Regions from separate parts of the Sus scrofa genome. Here regions 1 and 2 are each linked to region 3. The links are chromatin contacts, called in public Hi-C maps. All regions are on one chromosome and are shown on one strand. The core of a region is the stretch at or near the end of the contact, and the rest is flanking DNA. Distances in the headings are between cores, read along the strand shown. Region 1 holds the start of WDR74 (WD repeat domain 74). Region 2 holds the start of TTC9C (tetratricopeptide repeat protein 9C). Region 3 holds the start of TMEM179B (transmembrane protein 179B).

The links. Hi-C and Micro-C count contacts between places; a contact is called where the count stands out from the background.
Region 1: a Hi-C map of liver shows a contact between it and region 3, with 6 times the contacts expected there. The contact joins the promoter of WDR74 here to the promoter of TMEM179B in region 3. A contact is called at or near these places in 2 of 5 promoter capture datasets (both in liver), 12 of 47 Hi-C or Micro-C datasets (alveolar macrophages, epiblast stem cells, fetal heart ventricle and 6 more) and 2 of 2 datasets of contacts at active chromatin or transcription factors (alveolar macrophages and skeletal muscle).
Region 2: a Hi-C map of liver shows a contact between it and region 3, with 2.3 times the contacts expected there. The contact joins the promoter of TTC9C here to the promoter of TMEM179B in region 3. A contact is called at or near these places in 2 of 5 promoter capture datasets (fetal liver and liver), 11 of 47 Hi-C or Micro-C datasets (alveolar macrophages, embryonic fibroblasts, epiblast stem cells and 5 more) and 2 of 2 datasets of contacts at active chromatin or transcription factors (alveolar macrophages and skeletal muscle).

What each region holds. Positions count from the first base shown.
Region 1 is chr2:8,930,228-8,933,404 of Sscrofa11.1, forward strand. It overlaps WDR74 (WD repeat domain 74), which reads left to right and starts at 1,303. Exons shown (of 11, transcript NM_001243395.1): 1 at 1,303-1,375; 2 at 1,457-1,563; 3 at 1,658-1,779. The coding sequence starts at 1,312.
Region 2 is chr2:9,032,802-9,036,075 of Sscrofa11.1, forward strand. TTC9C (tetratricopeptide repeat protein 9C) reads right to left here and starts at 1,757. Exons shown (of 4, transcript XM_005660786.3): 1 at 1,487-1,757; 2 at 210-642. The coding sequence starts at 447. HNRNPUL2 (heterogeneous nuclear ribonucleoprotein U-like protein 2) reads left to right here and starts at 1,868. Exons shown (of 15, transcript XM_005660783.3): 1 at 1,868-2,730. The coding sequence starts at 2,190.
Region 3 is chr2:8,984,140-8,987,435 of Sscrofa11.1, forward strand. TMEM179B (transmembrane protein 179B) reads right to left here and starts at 1,967. Exons shown (of 5, transcript XM_013994201.1): 1 at 1,790-1,967; 2 at 721-908; 3 at 507-638; 4 at 248-326; 5 at 1-32. The coding sequence starts at 1,885. It overlaps TAF6L (TAF6-like RNA polymerase II p300/CBP-associated factor-associated factor 65 kDa subunit 6L), which reads right to left. Exons shown (of 17, transcript XM_021082913.1): 11 at 3,161-3,289; 12 at 2,265-2,790; 13 at 1,790-2,262; 14 at 721-1,225; 15 at 507-638; 16 at 248-326; 17 at 1-32. The coding sequence ends at 2,021.

The sequences.
Region 1 (3,177 bases), core at 53-2,552, 55 kb before region 3:
AATCGGAGCTGTAACCGCCGGCCTACACCGCAGCCAAAGCAATGCCGGATCCCAGCCGTCTCTGCGACCTATACCACAGCTCAGGGCAATGCCAGATCGTTAACCCACAGAGCAAGGCCAGGGATCGAACCCGCAACCTCATGGTTCCTAGTCGGATTCGTTAACCACTGAGCCATGATGGGAACTCCTCTAATAGTTGAGAGTCTCTGATTTCAGAGAAAATGTCTCAGTCATTCAAGAAAGGGGGACGTTATGACATTTTAAAGTTGCAGCTTATCCCTTGGGAGAAAGATTTTTTTTTCTGTTAGATTTGCAGATTTTTACTCTCAGTTGGTACTAATTTTTTACCATCCCCAAACCTCAATGTGAGGAAATAAAAACTAAGCCCTTACCTCCACTTTCCAAAACAGAGTTCTGCTTAAAGATTGTTAGTTTTGGGAATTCCCGTCGTGGCTAACGATCAGGCGTTGCCGTGACCTATGGTATAGGTCGCAGACGAGGCTCGGATCCCGAGTTGCTGTGGCTGTGGTGTAGGCCGGCGGCTACAGCTCCTTTTAGACCCCTATCCTGGGAACCTCCATATTCCGCGTGTGCGGCCCTAGAAAAGACAAAAAAAAAAAAAAAAAAGATTGTCACTTTTGGAGTTCTCCGTCCTGGTTCAGCAGAAACGAATCTGACTAGCACCCCTGAGGACGCAGGTTCGATCCCTGGCCTCGCTCAGTGGATTAAGGATCTGGGTTGCCCTGCGCTGTGGCGTACGTCGCAGGCTTGCCTCAGATCCCACATGGGATCTGGGGAAAAAAAAAAAAAAAAAAGTCGGTTTTATTTTCCCAGAATTCGTCCTTTTTATACTCAAGGTTGATGTGCCTCATATGAGCGACTTGAATCATTCCTGATATATGTTTTCTTTCTTGTTTTGCTTTTTAGGGCTGCACCCGCGGCATATGGAGGTTCCCAGGCTAGGGGTCCAATCGGAGCTACAGGCGCTGGCCTACGCCACAGCCTCAGCAAGGTGGGGTCCGAGCCGCCTCTGCGACAGCTCACGGCAACGCCACATCTTTACCCCACTGAGCAAGGCCAGGGATCAAACCGCCAACCTCAGGGTTCCTAGTCGGATTCGTTAACCGCTGAGCCACGACGGGAACTCCTAGATTTCATTTCTTAAAAGCAAAACCAGCTGGCGCAGTGGGGGAATTTTTACATTTCCTGCTCTCTACGCTCCCAGAAATGGCCTTTATCCGGATCCGACCTGCCGCGTGCTGGTGACGCAAATGCTGCGCCGGAAGTGCGAGCCGGATCCGGATCTCCGTTATGGCGGCTGCCGAGGCGCGGTGGAATCATGTGTGGGTCGGCACCGACACCGGCATCCTGAAAGGTGAGTGATGGGCCTGGGCGTCTGGAACCGCGGGGGTCATGCGTTCGCGACCCCGGCGTAACTGACGTCCCCGGACCGCAGGGGTGAACCTTCAGCGCAAACAAGCGGTAAACTACACGGCGGCGGGACAGCCGCAGCGCGAGGAGGCGGTGAGCGCCCTGTGCTGGGGCGCGGGCGGCGAGACCCAGGTGAGCGACCTCTAACTGTGCTGGAGCAGGGGGGATGCTGAGGCGTGGCAGCCTCGCTCCTCTTGCCATCCTGCCCTGCTCTCTCTGCCTGCAGATCCTAGTCGGCTGTGCCGATAGGACAGTGAAGCTCTTCAGCACCGAGGAGGGCAGGTTCCAGGGCCAGAGGCACTGCCCCGGAGGCGAGGGCACCTTCCGAGGCCTCGCCCAGGTTGACGGGTAAGACCGAGACCCTTGCCGTATGCTCAGGTATAGGCAGATAGTTGAAGCTCCCGCACGACGGTCGATCAATGGGGATCAAGTCTTAGGTGACAGGAGCCTGATCTGTGTGACAGGGACATTTGTCCTGCCTTCGTTCCTTCATTTCTATAATAAGCATTTATTGAATACCTACTGGATTACAGGCATTGGACGAAATTCAAGGGCTGCAGGTAAACTGGACACAGTACCTGCCTTCCTAGAGTCTGCATCCTCAAGGGTTGTTCTTTTGGGTCCATGACTTTTTAGGTGACCCTGAGCAAGTCATTTAATAGTTTAGAGTATGTTCTCATTTGTGTCTTATATCACCTAGAGTGTGTTTTTAGATGGGGGCTACCAACCACCAAATCGGTAAAGCTCCCACAGTAAAGGATAGGAAAGTGATAAGTTACAGGCTTAGCTTTCTTCGGAAGATGGACGGGCTATGAACAGGCTGTGTAGTTTTGGTGATGTTAATTCTGACAAGTGAGATCTAGAAGGCGCTGTGGGGTGAGATCTTTGAACTGGGTCTGGAATGATGGGTAGAACTTTGACAGATGGAGAAGCGGGTAAGGGCACTCTAGAAAGAGGCTACTGCCCGAGCAGAGGTAAGGACTGGTGTCAGGCTACAGGATACATCATGGGAAAGAGAAATAAATAGCGTTTGGGGATTGAAGCCGAGAAGCATTTTAATATGAGATGGGCAAGGTAGGTTGGGATTAAAGGTAAAAAAAAAGGGTTTTAAGTGCCAGGCTGAGAGATTTGCACTTCTGTATGTGGTGGGGAGTTATGGTTTTTGAGTAGGAAGTGTGGTGGTCAGAGCTGTGAGCCCTGCAGGATTATGGAGGATGGGTTGGAGAGACAGCAGTTGGAGATTGTTACCATAGCCCAGAGCCTGATCCAAGGTGGGGAGGGTGGGCAGATATGAGAAAGGGCATAGATTTGGTTTGTGCAGATGCTGGAGAGAGACTTGTTTGGGCTTCATGGGAAATATACTTGGGGGAGAGATTGAAATTTAGCATCCAGTTAACCAAGGACAGGGAACTTGAGAACAGCTGGTATTTGACTTTGGCCAGACATTAAACCCAAAGCAGTCCCATTACTGTCCTTTCAGAGCCACTGATCCTGACCCCTGGTGATCGGCTGAAGATTCAGAAAGACCAGCAGGGCCAGGTGCCCCACATGTAGCTATGGAATAGCAAAAGCTCTCTGCTTTGGAGTATCACAGGCTTGATTTTTAGCCCTGGTTCTGACATCAATAGCTGAGTGGCAAATCTTTTAATTTTCAGAGCTTCAGGCTCTTCACCCTATTGAAATTAAATAACAGCCATAAAACCCTGCTGTAGACCTGAGTTACCGAGAGGCTTCTTTAGTAACAGG
Region 2 (3,274 bases), core at 507-3,006, 48 kb after region 3:
TGAACGTGGGCATAGCTGTGTTTTACAAGCTACAAGTCTGCAAAGCACTGCTTTATAGAAACTCAAAGTCCTACAGATTGAAAATATATCTCAATTCATGGCACAATAACTAGACGTGAGCAGAAAGGCACGTCAGTGTTTTTCCCAACGTTCTCAGATTTTCATGCGGCTGCTTTGACACTCTACCCACCCTTCCGCCCTGCTCTTACCAGCCAGGTTGTTGTAGCAGTCTGTCTGGGTAGTATGCAGTACGTTTTCTTGTTCAGGTGTGAGGGCCGGGCCTTGAGGTCCTAGATTAGGAATCGGGGAGGGCATACTTGGATCCAGACCCCGCAGCTGAAGCAGAGCTCGATGGTATCCACTCACAGCATCCCGGTATTTCCCTTCCCGGTAACATTGGTTCCCCTTCTCCTTGTATAGCTGGGCCTCCTGCAGGCGCTTCTCCATAACTTTGTCACCCCGTGCTCTTGCGGAATGGGGAAGCAATTCCGAAGCTGTGGGGATAGGCGCGAAATAACCGATTTTGGTAGCCGACTTGAAGAAGCAGGAAACTATCCTTCTCCCGGAGGCCTCTCAGGGAATGAGGTTTGCTTGATTCTACTGCAGCCTCTTCCTCTCTTCTCTGCAGGTATTTTTCAATCTCTAGAAATGAAGGACAGGGAGAGGATGTGGAAATAGTAAAGCCACAGATAAATTGATTTCCTAAAGAGGTGATTCCGGGACGAAGTGATTGCATGAATTAGCGAAAGCCATACTAAGGAATTGTGGCCAGCGTGGGAACGCCGGCGGAATTTACTTCCTCCTTTCCTTTGAACAACCGCCCCCCGACCTGGAAGTGGAAGGGAGTGGGCGGGGACAACTCCTAAAAGAGGTCTAGGGGGCTTGCCTCCCTCCCAGCTCTTTGTTTGCACCAGCAGCTGTTGGCCTCTGGGCCAAGAGTTGGGGAACCAAGGTGAATGCGGTCAGTGCACCGTAACCACAAGCCAACGGTGACGCGGCCGCAGCGCCGCTCAGCTGCAAGTGCCCCAGGTCCCGCGGCCAGCCTCTCGCTCCTTACAAATGGCCGAGCCCAAAGTCTCTCCTGCCCCCCCACGCCCTGAGCTTCGGTTTACGATCCCGGAGCACGGAGAGGACAGGGTCTGGTCTCCGGATAGTTTGTGTGTAAAGGTCGCGCGCGTTGCGCCATGCCGTCCAATCAGGAGCAGCCTCGGAAAAGTAATCCTGCATAAACGACTCCGCCTCCCCAGCCTCCCTGGCCGACCAACCCGAGGGTGTGTGTGGGGGGAAATCTCCCGTCAGCTTCGCCAATTGAAAAAAAAGCTGAACGATCACGGATGACCAATCAGAATTGCAGATGACGATTCAAGTTGGCCAATAAAGCGAGGCGAGGGTGTCTGTTGCTAGGTAGAAGTTTAAGAGTTGAAATAAGACGAGGGCCCGAGGTTACTGTATTCCTCGGTTTTGGAGAGCCCTTGCGTTGACTAACCAGAAACATAATTGCTAGTAGGAGTTCACGTTGCAAGAGCTTCCCTGCTTCCCTTCTGCCTTTTCTTCCTTTGTCTCAAGAAGTGGCTGCACATATAGACAGTAGGACACAGACTAAAGAACAAGCACTACGACGACAGTGTGATCGGGTCAGACGCGAGTAAGGGTGGCGACAGGGTGTGAGGGCCATGTGGCGAGGGAGCTCCCACCCACTGCGCGGAGCCCGGGGCTCAAAGTACGGAGAGACCGGTGGGCACACGCCTGAGTGCTACGAAGCACTTGAGCCAAAGCCAACCTTTCCCGACTCCGGCTCCGGTGAGGCTGCGCTGTGAAGACACCGGCGGCGATTGGCTCAGGGGTGAGAGGGGGCGGGAGGTAAAGGAGAAGGGAAGTCTGTGGTTCTCCGCGCGCGCCCACCCGCCGGAGGGGAACCGAGGGGGCTGGAAAGGAAGCAGCTTCCTGCTGCGTTGTTTTGGGCTCCGAGGGCTGTAAAGGGGAGGGAGCAGACGGAAGAAACAAACACTACATAGCGGAGGCTGCGCGAGGTCCTCGCTGCCTGCGTGCGTACGTGCGTGCGCTCGCCCGCGCGGGCTCAGTGCTGGCGCGTGAGGCGGAGGCGGGCGGCGGCGGCGCCTGCGCGGTCGGGCTCGGTCGACGGTTCGCAGGGGAGGAGGCGGCGGGAGGCGGAGGAGGCGGCGGCGGCGATGGAGGTGAAGCGGCTGAAAGTGACCGAGCTGCGGTCGGAGCTGCAGCGGCGGGGCCTGGACTCGCGCGGCCTCAAGGTGGATCTGGCGCAGCGGCTGCAGGAGGCGCTTGACGCCGAGATGCTTGAGGACGAGGCCGGCGGTGGCGGGGCCGGGCCCGGTGGGGCCTGCAAGGCGGAGCCTCGGCCTGTGGCCGCGTCGGGCGGCGGCCCGGGCGGGGACGAGGAGGAGGACGAAGAGGAGGAGGAGGAGGACGAGGAGGCGCTGCTTGAGGACGAGGACGAAGAGCCACCCCCTGCCCAGGCCTCGGACGAGGCCGCGCAGCCGCCGCCGGAGCCCCCGGAGGCCGCAGCCACAGAGGCCGTGGCCGAGTCCGATGCTTCCGAGAAACCAGCGGAGGAGGCCACGGCCGGGTCAGGTGGGGTAAATGGTGGCGAAGAGCAGGGCACCGTCAAGGGGGAGGAAGAGGAACCGGAGGAGCGGAGCGGGGACGAGACGCCGGGATCCGAGGCGCCGGCTGACAAGGCCGCGGAGGAACAGGGTGAGGAGCTGGCAGCGGAGCCCGGCTCCAACCTGCCGGGTGCGCCCCTGACCCAGCACCAAGCCTGGCACAGCGGGGTCCAATTCCCATCGCCTTTTGGTGGGACTCCCCCGGGGAGGTGGCTTTCATTCTCTCAGCCCACCTTTCTGGGGGGCTTGGCTACCTCTTGGGGCTCCTCTCTCTGCAGGAGGGAGGTTCCTGCCTGACTTGGTTGCTTGGTGGTAGTGGATGCAAGTAAGAGGTTTTGCATGCGAACTGTTTACGAGCTACCTGTGGAGCAGCCTCCCGCGGCGCTGGTTATCTTTTCTAAACCGAGTGTGCGCCGAGGAATTGTTGATTACACGGACAGCCAGACCGACTGTTGGAGGCTTCGGCCTTTGGGCTACCTAACTATTGATTTTTTTCCGTCCTAAAAATATTAAGCAATGAGCTAAGTTCGTCAAAGTTCGTTCCATCCTAGAAGCTCTTTACTAGAGTTTGAGCCACACAGGAAATCGGGAAATCTAACCTTACTCCTGCTTTAGCAGCAGCTCCCGCTTCAGCA
Region 3 (3,296 bases), core at 717-3,216:
CACCACAATACCAGATTCACCCAAGAGGAGGTCTGTGGGAGACACGAACAGGAGTGAGAGGAGTGGGACCATTGCAAATCCAGTTGCACCCACAGACCACTCCTAGCTATTCACTGTCAGGCTGACAGCTCTTCTCAGCCTCTCACTGGGGAGCACTCCTGCAACTACAGATTGTATTATATGATTCATTATATGAATCTGTGTATCCCCCAGTCTCCACCCAGTCTTTCATATCCCAGGACCTCACTTCAGCATTGTGTAGGTTGGAGTAAAACTGCAGAGCGGTTCCAGGGGGTATCCATGGAGTTCTCTGAGCATCAGAGCAGCTGTGAGGTCAAAGAGACAGTTATGAGAAGGAGGGGGAGGGGATATACCCCCAAACACCAATGTGCTCAAGTGTCCTTGGAGATGAGAAGTGATGGGGATATGAAAGGGAGGAGTATAGAATCCCCTCTGCAGAGAAAAGGTAGTCAGCCCCAACCAGGATTCCCTCCCTCTCCAGTTACCTAGTTATGTTCAGGGAGACGATGGATTTGCAGAGGGAACTGGTGCCAAATCGGAGGATACAGGCAGACACTAAAACCAGGAAGATGGCTACAGCTGAGATGGCCAATACAATGCAGAGCCCCGTACGGCCTCTATGAGGAGGGAGAGAATAAGCCTTGTGGTTGAGGTGGGACTCTTCCCACCTCAGCCCCCGCCTTCAGAGTGGGCAGTCACCTTTGGGAGTTCTCGATGCAGCTGCAGTAGACCCAGAAGAGCAGAAGCAGGAGACAGTAGAGGGCCAGTAGGCCAGAAGCCCCAGCCACAAAGTAGCAGAGGGATGGGGCCGAGGGTCGGGACAGGGCCAAGGAGGAGTCATTCAGGGTGGCCACACCATACAGGGGACAGCTGCCCCTGAAGGAGCCCTGTGGAAAGAAGCTGCTGAGTCCTAGCTTTTAGGCTAATGCCTCTGAATGCAGGCTTCTGGCAGGTGTTGGAAATATCCTAGCCCAGGGCCTTCCTAGGAAGTTATTTATGCCCTATCAGTTTCTGGGCCAGGAGATTAAAGAGTCGGCTAGGGAAATCAAACCTGCAGTAGCCAGAAGGATCAGGAAATATGCAGTGGCTATAAAATACAGTTGAGTTTCAGAAATGCTTCAGAAGTTCCAGTCTCTCCTCGTACGGAAATCCTGGAGTAGAACCAGACTTGTGTAACCTTCAACTATCTCCAGTGTTTTCCAACCTGCAAAATAGGCGTAATAGCGCCTACTCGTAGGGTTTAAACGAGTGTTTGGTAACACGATTGCCGGACTGGGGTAAAGACTCAACGTAAACTACTGATTGGCTTCTGCTACTATTTTGTCATTTAACAAGGGGTGTTGCAGCCATTTGGCAGTTTGATCATCTCTGCTATACTGTGCTTTATTTCTTGGCGTAGCTCAGCACAATACTGTCTCATTAAAAGGGGGCCTGGGCCCCCTTGTTTCATAGCTAGGCTGAAGTAATGCAGAGGCAGCCACCAGGCCGGGCTATATCTGATCCTGTTAGACACGCCTGAGGACTCGTTCCACGGGCGAAGGAATGCCTCCGAAGCATGACCTGGGCGGACTGGGCCACAGAGCGCGACTAGCACCGATACATCATCGCCGCCGCCGCCGCCGCCGCCGCCCGACCTCACCCGGCCCACTGGCTCCGGGAAGCAGCGCGCCAGAACGCCGCTGCCCGGACAGCAGCTGTCTCTCCGTGTTAGGCTCGACCGGCCCCCCGCTTACCCGACCCGACGGCCGGCCCCGTCCCACAGCCGCACCTGGGTCCGGGTCAGCGCCACGGCCGCCACGGCTCCGCACAGGAAAGTAGCAGCAAAGAGCAGAAGCTCGAAGCGCTGCAACCAGAGCAGCGCCATGGCGCCCTCGCCCCCAGGAAGCGCCGCCTAAAGAGCCAACTGCCCAAACCCCGTCTCATCCGGCGCGACCCACGAGCGCGGAGACGTCACTTCCGGGCGCGGGATTTATTCACAGAGGGGAGGTCGAGCGCCGCCTCAAAGCGGCAGGTACAAGGAGTAGTCCGAGAGCGCCCACCGGCGGGCAGGGCGGCTGGTGCGGCCGATCATGGGCAGCTTCTGCACGTAGCGGGAGGCCGGGCTGGGCCCATAGGGCGCGGGGAAGGCGGTCTGGAAGAGGCGCCCGCGGCATCGCCTCCCGGCCTGCCGCCCAGCGATGATGAAACGGAAGTGAGGAGCGCCACGCGGGGCGAAACGGCTCTTCTGGAAGACGTCCCGGGGCCGGTCCCCGGGCCCTGCTGTCGGGGCGCTCCCCGCGCCCGGTGCACGCGCGGCAGCGGCCTGCTCTCAGCGGCGGCAGGGGCAGAGGCTGATGCGGGGCCGCTACCCCGGGGGCTCTCGTCGCCCTGCGGGCTAACCATGGCATTGGCCGTCAGCTGCGGCATCTTACGCACCGAGTCCGGGGCTGCCGCCGGCTCCTTCTTGTCTCCGGGTGGCCGCGGGGCCGTGGGCGCGGCCTGACCCGTGCCAAAGCGGGTGGCCAAGCTGTCACCGAAGAAGGCATAGAGCTCCCGGTAGATGTCCGCCAGGGTCACCGAAGGGGAAGGATCCTCCGGCCCCGCGCCTCCAGGCGGCAGTGGGAGACCAGACCCAAAGCCTGGCTCTGCGCTGCCCCCGGAAGGAGACTCCTGCAGGAGAAGACTGTCCCAGGGCAGGTCGTCCGAGCGCCGGCACCCCCTGGTGCCTGGCCCACCCTTGTTGGGTTCTGCTGCCTGGGCCTTCATCTTCAGCAGTCGCTCCACTGCCACCTGTAAGAGCAGGTGAGACCGTTGTGGCTCAGCGCGTTACAAACCAGACTAGTAACTACGAGGATTTCGATTTGATCCTTGGCCTCGCTCGGTGGGTTAAGGATTTTGGTCACAGATGCCACTCGGATCCAGCATTGCTGTGGCTGTGGCATAGGCTGGAAGCTGCAGCCCCTAGCCTGGGAACTTCCATATGCCAAAGGTGCGACCCTAAAAAAAAAACCAAAAAAAAAAAAAAAAAAAAACAAAAACAAAAACAAAAACCCAGAGAGACTAGGATGAACCTGGGCCCATCAAGTAATCAAGTATTACAAAAAAGCCAGCAGAACTGCTGAGCTTATGCAGGGAGAGGCTGGAAGGGACTGGCACTCACCAGAATGGCTCCATAGACTTTGTGCCCATCTGCTTTAACCTGGGCATTAGATACCGAATAATCATCTAGCACAGCCTGCAGATTTGTCCAGTAAGTGGAAAGGTGAGGGTACAGGACTCGCTCTACAGCCTGGAAG